Regions from separate parts of the Mus musculus genome. Here regions 1 and 3 are each linked to region 2. Evidence: chromatin contacts called from public Hi-C and promoter capture Hi-C data. All regions are on one chromosome and are shown on one strand. The core of a region is the stretch at or near the end of the contact, and the rest is flanking DNA. Distances in the headings are between cores, read along the strand shown.

Region 1 (2,919 bases), core at 278-2,777, 230 kb after region 2:
GGAGTGGAGAAAGCCAGGACTTGGTACAGGCCTATAATCCCACACCTGCAGAAGCAGAGGAGGAGGAATTGCTACAGGTTAGAGGTTAATGACGGCTACATAGTGAGATCTTGTCTCAAAATGGGAAAAAGCACAACAAACAGCACCCCCAACATCCTGAAGTATTGGACAGCGTTGGGGCGACATGCGTGAGTCTGTTTACTGGTCCTTCGGTGGAGATTGATGGGAAGTGTGTCCTGGAATCCTCCTGTATCGTGTTCTTATGTGCAGGCGCTACTTATTGTTGTTCTCTCTGTTTAGGCAATTTGACGTAGGTGTTATAAAACACATTTTATAGATGGAGAAACTGAAGCCTGGGAAGTACAAGTTTCTCAAGGTCATATTGGTAATCACTGATGGAGCCGCAGTCTTTTCTGACTTCACAGACTATACTTTTAATAACTATACCATTTCCCCACATTTTCAGCCATATAAACTAGGGGAACGTGTTGAAGCTTGAGGCCCAAAGTCTAGCGTATTAGGCAAGGGCTTTACTACTGAGCTCCACTCCTAGCCCATAAGTAACTTTTTTTTTCTTCCTTGGTTTCACGGACTCTTATGGGTTGTGTAGTTGGTGACTGTTATAAGTCTAGTTGCTCAAAACTGAAAGAGAACTCAGGTTGAAGGGCTGTGGTTGAGCTTTAGCCTGGAATGCATGAGGTCATTGGTTTAGACTCAGGTTCAGGGAGGTCAGGTGAGGGAGAGAGACCGAGTAAGGTAGAAATGAGAAGTGTCACCATCTCACTGGCGAAGTGTGGGAGGGATGCTGGGAGGGAAGACTGTGGGGGTGGGAGAGGAAGGGAGGCTGTCACCTGGCTGCTTATGAAAAGGTAGTTGCCTGTATTTCTACTCTGGGGTCTTTGCAAGTGTGTAGACTCAGGGCAGGAAGACTTTTAAGACTGTAAGTGTCTGGAGATCCCACAGTGATGCTGGTATCTTAGGTGACTGTAGACTGCTTTCTCTTGACTTAGACCCAGAATGTAGATAGCCTAATCTTCCATAGCTAACTTCTTTCCAAAAATTTTATTAAGTTTGTTTGCTTGCTTATTTATATTTATTCATTGTGTGTGTGTTGTGTTGTTTGTGTGGTGGGGTCCTATTGCATGTGTGGAGACCAGAGGACAGCTTGTGAGAATTCATTCTGTCCTTCTGTGTAGATTCTAGGATTGTATTCAGGTCACCAGCCTCGGTGGCAAGTGCCATGACCTGTGGAGCTATCTCACTGGCCTCATCTTAGCTATCTCGATTTCAAGACTCTCGAATCTAGAACACAGAAAAAATGCCAAAGAAGTATGAAATAATTGATATTTATTTGGTTGATCCCATTAAAAAATGTAAAGATCATAGGGTAGAAACAAAACCAGAAATTCACACCATGAGAAACCTCCTTCACGTTGGTTTGGCTCTTTCCTTTTGCAGCTGTATGACACCCCACTACCAGGAACAAGTATGTGAGGCGTTGTGTGTCTCGGAGTCTGTGGGAGACTGCGCAGTCAGCTAGGGACTAGAGAGATTGAAGATCTTTCAGAAGATAAAAACCTGAACCAGTGAAAATAGCAATAAACTTCCAAGCAGAGAGCACCCCCTGGTGGTGACGAGGAAGACTTGCACCTCCTGTCATTCTGTATTTTGCCATAATGGACTTTACCTGAATCAAAATAGTCTCTTTCTAATAATAATTATGGATTCAGATTTCTAAGAGTTCCCACGAGACTCTAGCATTTGTTTATCAATACTGCTGTCAAATATCTCAGGCTGGGCAACTTTCTTATTCCAAGCACAGGCCTGCTAATCTCTGTAGAAAGCCAGCAGCATTGGCATCACTTCAACCTCTAATTGTGATACTGTGCTGAATCCATGTCATTAGTTTCTGAGGAACGGTGGAGAAGGAACCACGTCAGATTTTTCAGTCAGTCTTGGTAACTGTCATATAAGTCTTTTTCCCCCCATATAAAATTATGAGAAACAGTTTGGAGATTTTGCGGAGGTATTATTAGGGTAAAGAGAACTGTCAGGGGATAGGAGATTCTATACCTTTTTTTAAACTCATGTGTGAGATTTCTCTTTGTACTAATAAGCTTTCAGGTAACTACATTATCTGGCAATTCTGAATCTAGATAATTCTGTAGTTGGGTAAAGTAGGGACATCAGCCCGGCTTAGGGATCTTGTTAGGTTAATGTGGATGCATATTTTATAGGCTGGAGGAAGGAGAGGATACCAGCGTTTTCAGTTTCAGCATGAGCCTGGCTGGCCTGCAATGCATGTATCCTTTTTCCTAGGAAGAAAGCTGAATCCAGGCCCCTCACCTTTACAGCATCTTCCACTGTTGGTGTAAGGTGCCAGGTTAGAGAGACTTAGATGTGGCTTTCCACCACTCTCCTGGGAGTTTTCTTCATACAAGTGACAAAGTACTATGACATGTATTTTAGCACTGATTAGACACTAAAAGCATGTCTTGTGCCTTCACGTTACATAGTTCCATGTATATTAGATGTCTGAAACTGGCAAGTCCTAGGCAGAAAGTAGACCTGTGATTGCCAGGGACTGGGCGCTAAGGGCCGGTGGGGAGCAGGGATACAGAGTACCTACTAGTAGGTTTGGGATTTGAGTGATAAAACTTCTGGATTTAGAGTGGTGATCACCATGCAGCGGTGTGACTGCCCTGGGAACCTCTGTACTGTATACTCAGAGTTTAAGCTGAAAGTCAAATAAATGTTGATCTACAGGAATGAATAAAGTCAGTAAAAAGGGTAATTGCAGTAAAATCTCATTTGGTTTTAGCCAAAATGCTGCTTGATAATCTAAGTAGCACAGACGAGCATTCTCATAATCTGTCCTGTCTCGCTCTCCACAGGGCCGAGATGGGCCTCCTGGAACAT
Region 2 (2,700 bases), core at 93-2,592:
CTGCCCAGGGGTAATACCACCCACAGTGGGCTGGGCCATCCCACGTCAGTCAACAAACAAAACATGTCATGGACATGCCTACAGGGATCAGTGGGATGGAGGCACCTCTCAGTTGAGGTTCCCTCCTCCCAAGTGACTCTGGTTTTGTATTAAAGTCACAAACAACTGACCAATCAGCACAATGGCTCATATTTCATGGAGGGGAAAGCAACATTTAGGTCATAACTCTCAAATCTCCCATTATCAAATTATACATTTACCTTCATCTAGACCCATTGTTTATAGAGTTCCTCCAGTTGAAGTGAGGGTATCCCTCATTTGTATACTAGACCAAACATCTTATGTTCTGGATTTTATATATATATATATATATATATGTATATATATATATATACATATATATATATATATATAATGTATGTGTATATACACACACACACACACACATATACATATACACACACACATATATACATATTTTTTTCTTGTTTTCACCACTTCATCTACTGGGCTCCAGCCACACCATTTTGCCATTCTCCCTTTTCTTCTCTGTTCTTCTTTGCATTTCTTTCTTGTCCCCTCCCACTAATACCTGGAACTCATGATCCTCCTGTCTCAGTCTCTCAAGTGCTGGATTACAGTGGCTTTGCCTTGGCTGTCCTGGAACTCGCTCTATATACCAGTCTGGCTTCTAACCCACAGAGATCCAGCCTGTCTCTGCACACCTCCAGTCGCAGCACTTGGGAGGCAGAGGCAGGTGAACTTTTAAGTTTGAGGCCAGCCTGATCTGCAATGTGAGTTACAGGACAGCTAGTCCTACACAGGGAATCCTTGTCTTGAAAACAACTTTTTAAAAGTCCCCCCCCCCCCCTTTTTAGTAGAATCGTCTCAACGCCATATATTTTGACCAATCCTTTTTCCAGCGACTAGTAATGCCATTCCCATTTTAAACCAAATTCCCTTCAGTTTGTTTTCAGGTCGGCCTAACAATCTTTATTTTCCTCCAACCGGGGATGCTTTTCTCCGAGCTTCTTTCTGGGCTGCCTTTCCCTTGCTCTTCGGTTCGCTGCTCCGCAGACATCTCTCTCATATCTCCATTGTCTCTAGGCCCTTTGCGCTCCTCGACTCTGAAGGGCCTGTAGAACCCAGGGCCGCTAGAATCTCGCCGTTGCTAGGCTGTTGCTAGGGCGGTTGCGGTGGAGACTTCTGAGAGGACCAACATTCGGCGTCCTAGTGACGGATAAAGTTGGCGCCAGCGTCGCCAGGGGGGTGCGTCACTAACACGGGCGATTGGGGGCGGGGCCAGGCGGAGTCACGTGGTTTGGTTGCCTACGCGCTGCTGGGCCGTGGGAAGATGGCGGACGGAAAGGGAGACGCCACGGCCGCCGCCGGGGCCGGGGCTGGGGCTGAGGCTCCGGCGGTGGCGGGAGCCGAAGTCGAGACTGAGTCCATGGCTCGGGGTCATCGCCCTGCATCTCCGGCGTCGGGAGCGCCGGGCCTACGACCGTGTCTCTGGCAGCTGGAGACCGAGCTGAGGGAGCAGGAGGTGTCCGAGGTCTCATCTTTGAGCTACTGCCGGAGCTTCTGCCAGGTGAGGGGTGGACTAGATGGCCGAGGGTGGAGGGGCGGGGAGGCCGGGAGAAGAGACTCGGGATCCGCCTCAACAGCCGGGGGCTTCGCGGGGAAAAACGCCACCCCCGTATCTCGCCGCGCCCCCGGGCCGGGCAGGCCCAGCTCTGCCGTAACCCGACTTCAGTCACTGCCCGGGCGGATTGCGCTGGGCGGTCCTGAGCCCAGAGAGCTCCCTGCAAGGGCTGTGCCCTGTCGCTGTTGCCTGGGTCCTGGCCGGGTGGTTGGAGCGCCACTGCCCCCCTGAGGGATCGATTGCCAGTTCCTGCAGGGAGATGCTTTTTTTTTTGAGTGGTGTGCTGATCTCCAAACTGAAAAACCTTGTTTTTCTGAACAATCAGGAGAGGTGGGCTCTGACCAGAGACTTATCTTTAAAGTCACATCTTTTGGCTTCCCTAAGATACGACGGTTGGTCTTGGATGGCGTCTGGAGCTTTCTGATTAGGGAATACTGAGCCGGTTGATTGGTTTTTGTGGGGTGTTTGTTTGTTTGTTTGTTTTTGCCACTGTGGGCGGGTGTGAAAAGATATGTTTATGCCATTCTTTGACCTGTTTTGTATTCATCTGCTGGTTGTACTACTAGGAATGGAGCCTGGTAGCTCTGTAATGGAGATTAGTCTGAGTGGAAGAGGTCGGGAGAGAGATATAGAGAATGGCCTCTTTGGCAGTCGGGTGATTGATCGTTTCTGTGCGGGTCCCAATCTGTGGGGCTACATGCTGACAGATGTGATTTTAAGTTTGGTCTCCGTGACCACGTTGCAGTTTTTTTTCTATGTTTTCGAGTGTCTTCCAAGTGTAAATGCTTGCCGTCATTGTTTCTGCATCTGGTACTTAGACTATCAGGTTTCTGCCATCCCTTTGCTCCTCATTTGGAGTACCTTAGAGAATAGAAAATAATCGAGGTATGTTGGTACGTGGACTCTTAATGAGCAATTGAGTGCTGAAAAGATTGTGGAGTTAGAAAGTTGTAGTTGGAGTAGTGAGCAATCTGCTTTGTTGGTCCTGGGCAGAATTAGTTGTCTCTGTTGAGTTCATTTGTATCCCACTCTTTGACCCAGAACTTCGTCTATTT
Region 3 (2,922 bases), core at 212-2,711, 140 kb after region 2:
GGGCTTCTCCTATAGCTGCATATTGTTAGAAACCCCTCATACAGTTACTGGTTTTGCATCACACACAGGACTATTTCTCAGGTCTATGGGAAGGGACAAGATGGCCAACAAAACATATGAAAGCCCTTAATCGACATTCTGAGTAGCAGCTTACAAATGGGTATGAACTTGGCTTGTTCATGTTCATAGCACTGACTACATTGAGAAGCAGGCAGATCCATATAACCTAAAAGCGATCCTGAAGGAAATTGTTTAAAGCGAGATTCCAAAGATCTTAGATGGGGATTTTGAAGCTTTGTCCAAATGCTCACAATTCAGGTACAGGCAGGAGAAGTCCGAGCAGACCAAGTTTAGGAAGAACCAAAGTGGCCTTGTTGGGTGAAAGAAAGAGTCACAACTTGTGAGTTCCTTTTCTTTTAAAAGATTTTTATGGGTTGTTTTATTTTTTAGATTTATTTTTCATTTTATGTATATGAATGTTATGTTCAAATGGATGTCTGTGTACTACATGTGTGCTTAATGCTCTCTCAGAGGTCAGAAGAGGCTGTTGGATCCCTGGATCCATTGGAACTAAAGTTATAGTTGGTTGAGTCACCATGTGGCTGCTGGTAATTGACCCGTTCTCATACCACAATGAAGAACATTTGGAAATTGTAGAAATACATAAAGTAGAAAGTAATATGTACCACAGTTCAGGAACTCTCAGCTTCTCTTGAAAGTTTTGATATGTTGTCTTCCAGTCTTAACAGAGCATTCTCTGATAACAGGTGTCTTCTTTTTTAAAAAGAAAACTGAGAACAGAGACAAAATCCATACTTCTGGGTCCCCATGAACTACATTTCCTTACTTTGGTATTTTTTCTCATAGACTTGGGTTTATGCCATTCTGTTGACATGCACATCTTTTAATAATATGGTAACCTTATATATGTGTGGCATTTTGTATTCTTCACTATACTTTGGTGAGATTTTCTCTTGCTAAATTCCACTATATATAAATATTTTTTTTCTGGCTGCTTAAAATTCCATTCCATAGCTTTGCTGCAGTTTAATCATTTCACACTGTTGGGTACTTTGGCTTATTTTACTATTGCTACACACCAGGGAGCATAAGTGGAGCAGGGTGACAGCCACCCCACTGCTGCTATTGAATTATATTAATACAGCCTTTCAGTGTTAATGCCCTTCCCACTAGTTCCAAAGGACCCCTGGTGTTTTAACTGTTCCCTGCTTTGGACTGTCTTCCATAGGATCTAAGCGTTCCTCCCACAGCAATGCTTACTTTTATGGCTTCTTCAAGAACAAGAGAATAGTTTTGTTTGACACTCTACTAGAAGAGTACTCTGTACCAAACAAAGACAACCAGGAGGAGTCTGGCATGGAAGCCCGCAATGAAGGTGAAGGGGACAGTGAAGAAGTAAAAGCTAAAGTGAAAGTAAGTTCTTTCTTCCTCGGAGCCTTTGACTTATAATAATAATACAAGTTTCCATGCAGTGTGTGGGCCTCACAGAGACCAAGTACAAACACTACAACTCTTAAGGTGCTGCTGTTTGTGAGAAATGTCTACCATTCCCACATGCTAAGCCACCAAACTTTCATAAGATGTACATATTAAAACCGAAAGACCTTAGTTTTTAAAATATTATGTAATAGCTTTTTCTGTGCGAGAGAGAGAGAAAGAGAGAGAGAGAGAGTGTGTGTGTGTGTGTGTGTGTGTACACCATGGTAAAAATGGAAATCAGGACAACTTGTAGTTGATTTTTCTCTACATTGTCAGTCCTGGGGATTATACTCAGCTAGCCAGTACAGGTGACAATTGTGGAGTATCCACCAGGGAAGACTGCTCAGACACAGCTTGAAGCCAATAAAAGTCTTTGTAGCAGCGGGCAACTACTCAGTGTAATCACCATAGCCCCAATATAGCCTTTCTTAGGGTGAACTTTTAAGCACAGAAACCATACCTGAGTTGACATGCTTCAGTTAACAAGAACAGTTAGTGAGAAGTGAAATTACAGAAGCAAAAAAGCAAGGTGAGTACATTTAGAGAATTCCCACAACTGTGGACTTTGATGGATCAGGCCTTTTGTTTTCATTTTTTGGCAAGTGGTGCTGTCTATGTACTAAGTTTTATGGAGTCAGTTGTGTTCAGGTCTGGGGGCCTGTTATCCCTGACCTTTACCCAATGACCCATCTCATTGGCCCATATTACTTTTATGTTTATGATCAAAGAATTTCTGCAGACAAAGTAAGGGATAAACATTTAGCTTTTGTGTAACTGAGGCATACAGTTAATAGGTTTTCCTGGCTTTACTTTGGCAGTAGACAGAGTCAAGACCTGGTCCTGTCATTTAGTCAGTGAGGATCCTTGGGTACATTATGTAATTGAATCGGTTTTATTTGCTTTTATCACTTAAGAAACATATGCTTTCTACTGAACTCTTTTGCTTGGCATTAAAAATATAAAAGTAGTCAGGGGAAGGTGGTGCATACCTTTAATTTAATTGAAGTACCCAGGAGGCAGAAACAAGTGATTCGAGGCTAGCCTGGTCTACGGAGAACATGCCAGGGCTGTCAAAAGTATACAAAAGTAGGGAATGGGAATGTAGCTCTGTTGGTAAAGTGCTTGCCTAGCATGTACAAGACACAAGTTATGATGGATCACACCTCTAATCCAGCACTCAGGAAAGCACTGGGGTTAGAAGAGAAGTCTAACTTTTTTTTAGATTTATTTTATGAATGAGTGCATATGTGTATACCATAGCACATGTCTAGAGATCAGAGAACAATTTTGTGGCACTGATTCTCTACTTCCACCTTTTCTTGAGTTCCAGGGACTAAACTCAAGTCTCCAGGCTTTTGGGCAAAGACCTTTGTAACCCATTGAGTTGTCTCACCAGCCCAAGAAAACTTTCCTGTTTATTCA

The links. Promoter capture Hi-C pulls out the DNA fragments that hold promoters and counts their contacts. Hi-C and Micro-C count contacts between places; a contact is called where the count stands out from the background.
Region 1: a contact with region 2 is called in a Hi-C map of regulatory T cells, with 2.5 times the contacts expected there. The contact joins the enhancer-like site here to the promoter of Rlf in region 2. A contact is called at or near these places in 17 of 39 promoter capture datasets (the 3T3-L1 cell line, 3T3-L1-derived adipocytes, the C10 cell line and 11 more), 3 of 15 datasets of contacts at CTCF or cohesin (the NIH/3T3 cell line, large pre-B cells and pro-B cells), 45 of 484 Hi-C or Micro-C datasets (3T3-L1-derived adipocytes, B cells, the Ba/F3 cell line and 31 more), 25 of 115 datasets of contacts at active chromatin or transcription factors (the 230-238 cell line, CD8 T cells, the SCID.adh cell line and 18 more) and 4 of 9 other capture datasets (adipose tissue, embryonic stem cells, liver and 1 more).
Region 3: a contact with region 2 is called in a promoter capture Hi-C map of cranial neural crest. The contact joins the enhancer-like site here to the promoter of Rlf in region 2. A contact is called at or near these places in 10 of 39 promoter capture datasets (the C10 cell line, the HPC-7 cell line, cranial neural crest and 7 more), 4 of 484 Hi-C or Micro-C datasets (the G1E-ER4 cell line, adipose-derived mesenchymal stem cells, cortical neurons and 1 more), 9 of 115 datasets of contacts at active chromatin or transcription factors (the 230-238 cell line, the SCID.adh cell line, bone marrow-derived macrophages and 4 more) and 3 of 9 other capture datasets (adipose tissue, liver and pancreatic islet).

What each region holds. Positions count from the first base shown.
Region 1 is chr4:120,985,304-120,988,222 of GRCm38.p6, reverse strand. It overlaps Smap2 (small ArfGAP 2), which reads left to right. Exons shown (of 10, transcript NM_133716.3): 2 at 2,895-2,919. Among named protein-coding and RNA genes, the nearest start is that of Mir7015, 13 kb to the right of the region's middle. Within about 2 kb of position 1,527, at least 31 of the 459 cell types and tissues checked have an H3K27ac peak or open chromatin away from gene starts, as enhancers often do. A contact at or near this core is called in CD8 T cells, bone marrow-derived dendritic cells, effector CD8 T cells and 3 more, where this site is marked.
Region 2 is chr4:121,213,726-121,216,425 of GRCm38.p6, reverse strand. It overlaps Rlf (rearranged L-myc fusion sequence), which reads left to right and starts at 1,342. Exons shown (of 8, transcript NM_001346660.1): 1 at 1,342-1,591. The coding sequence starts at 1,355.
Region 3 is chr4:121,072,985-121,075,906 of GRCm38.p6, reverse strand. Zmpste24 (zinc metallopeptidase, STE24) reads left to right here. Exons shown (of 10, transcript NM_172700.3): 7 at 1,250-1,434. Among named protein-coding and RNA genes, the nearest start is that of Gm23540, 9.7 kb to the left of the region's middle. Within about 2 kb of position 1,461, at least 5 of the 459 cell types and tissues checked have an H3K27ac peak or open chromatin away from gene starts, as enhancers often do.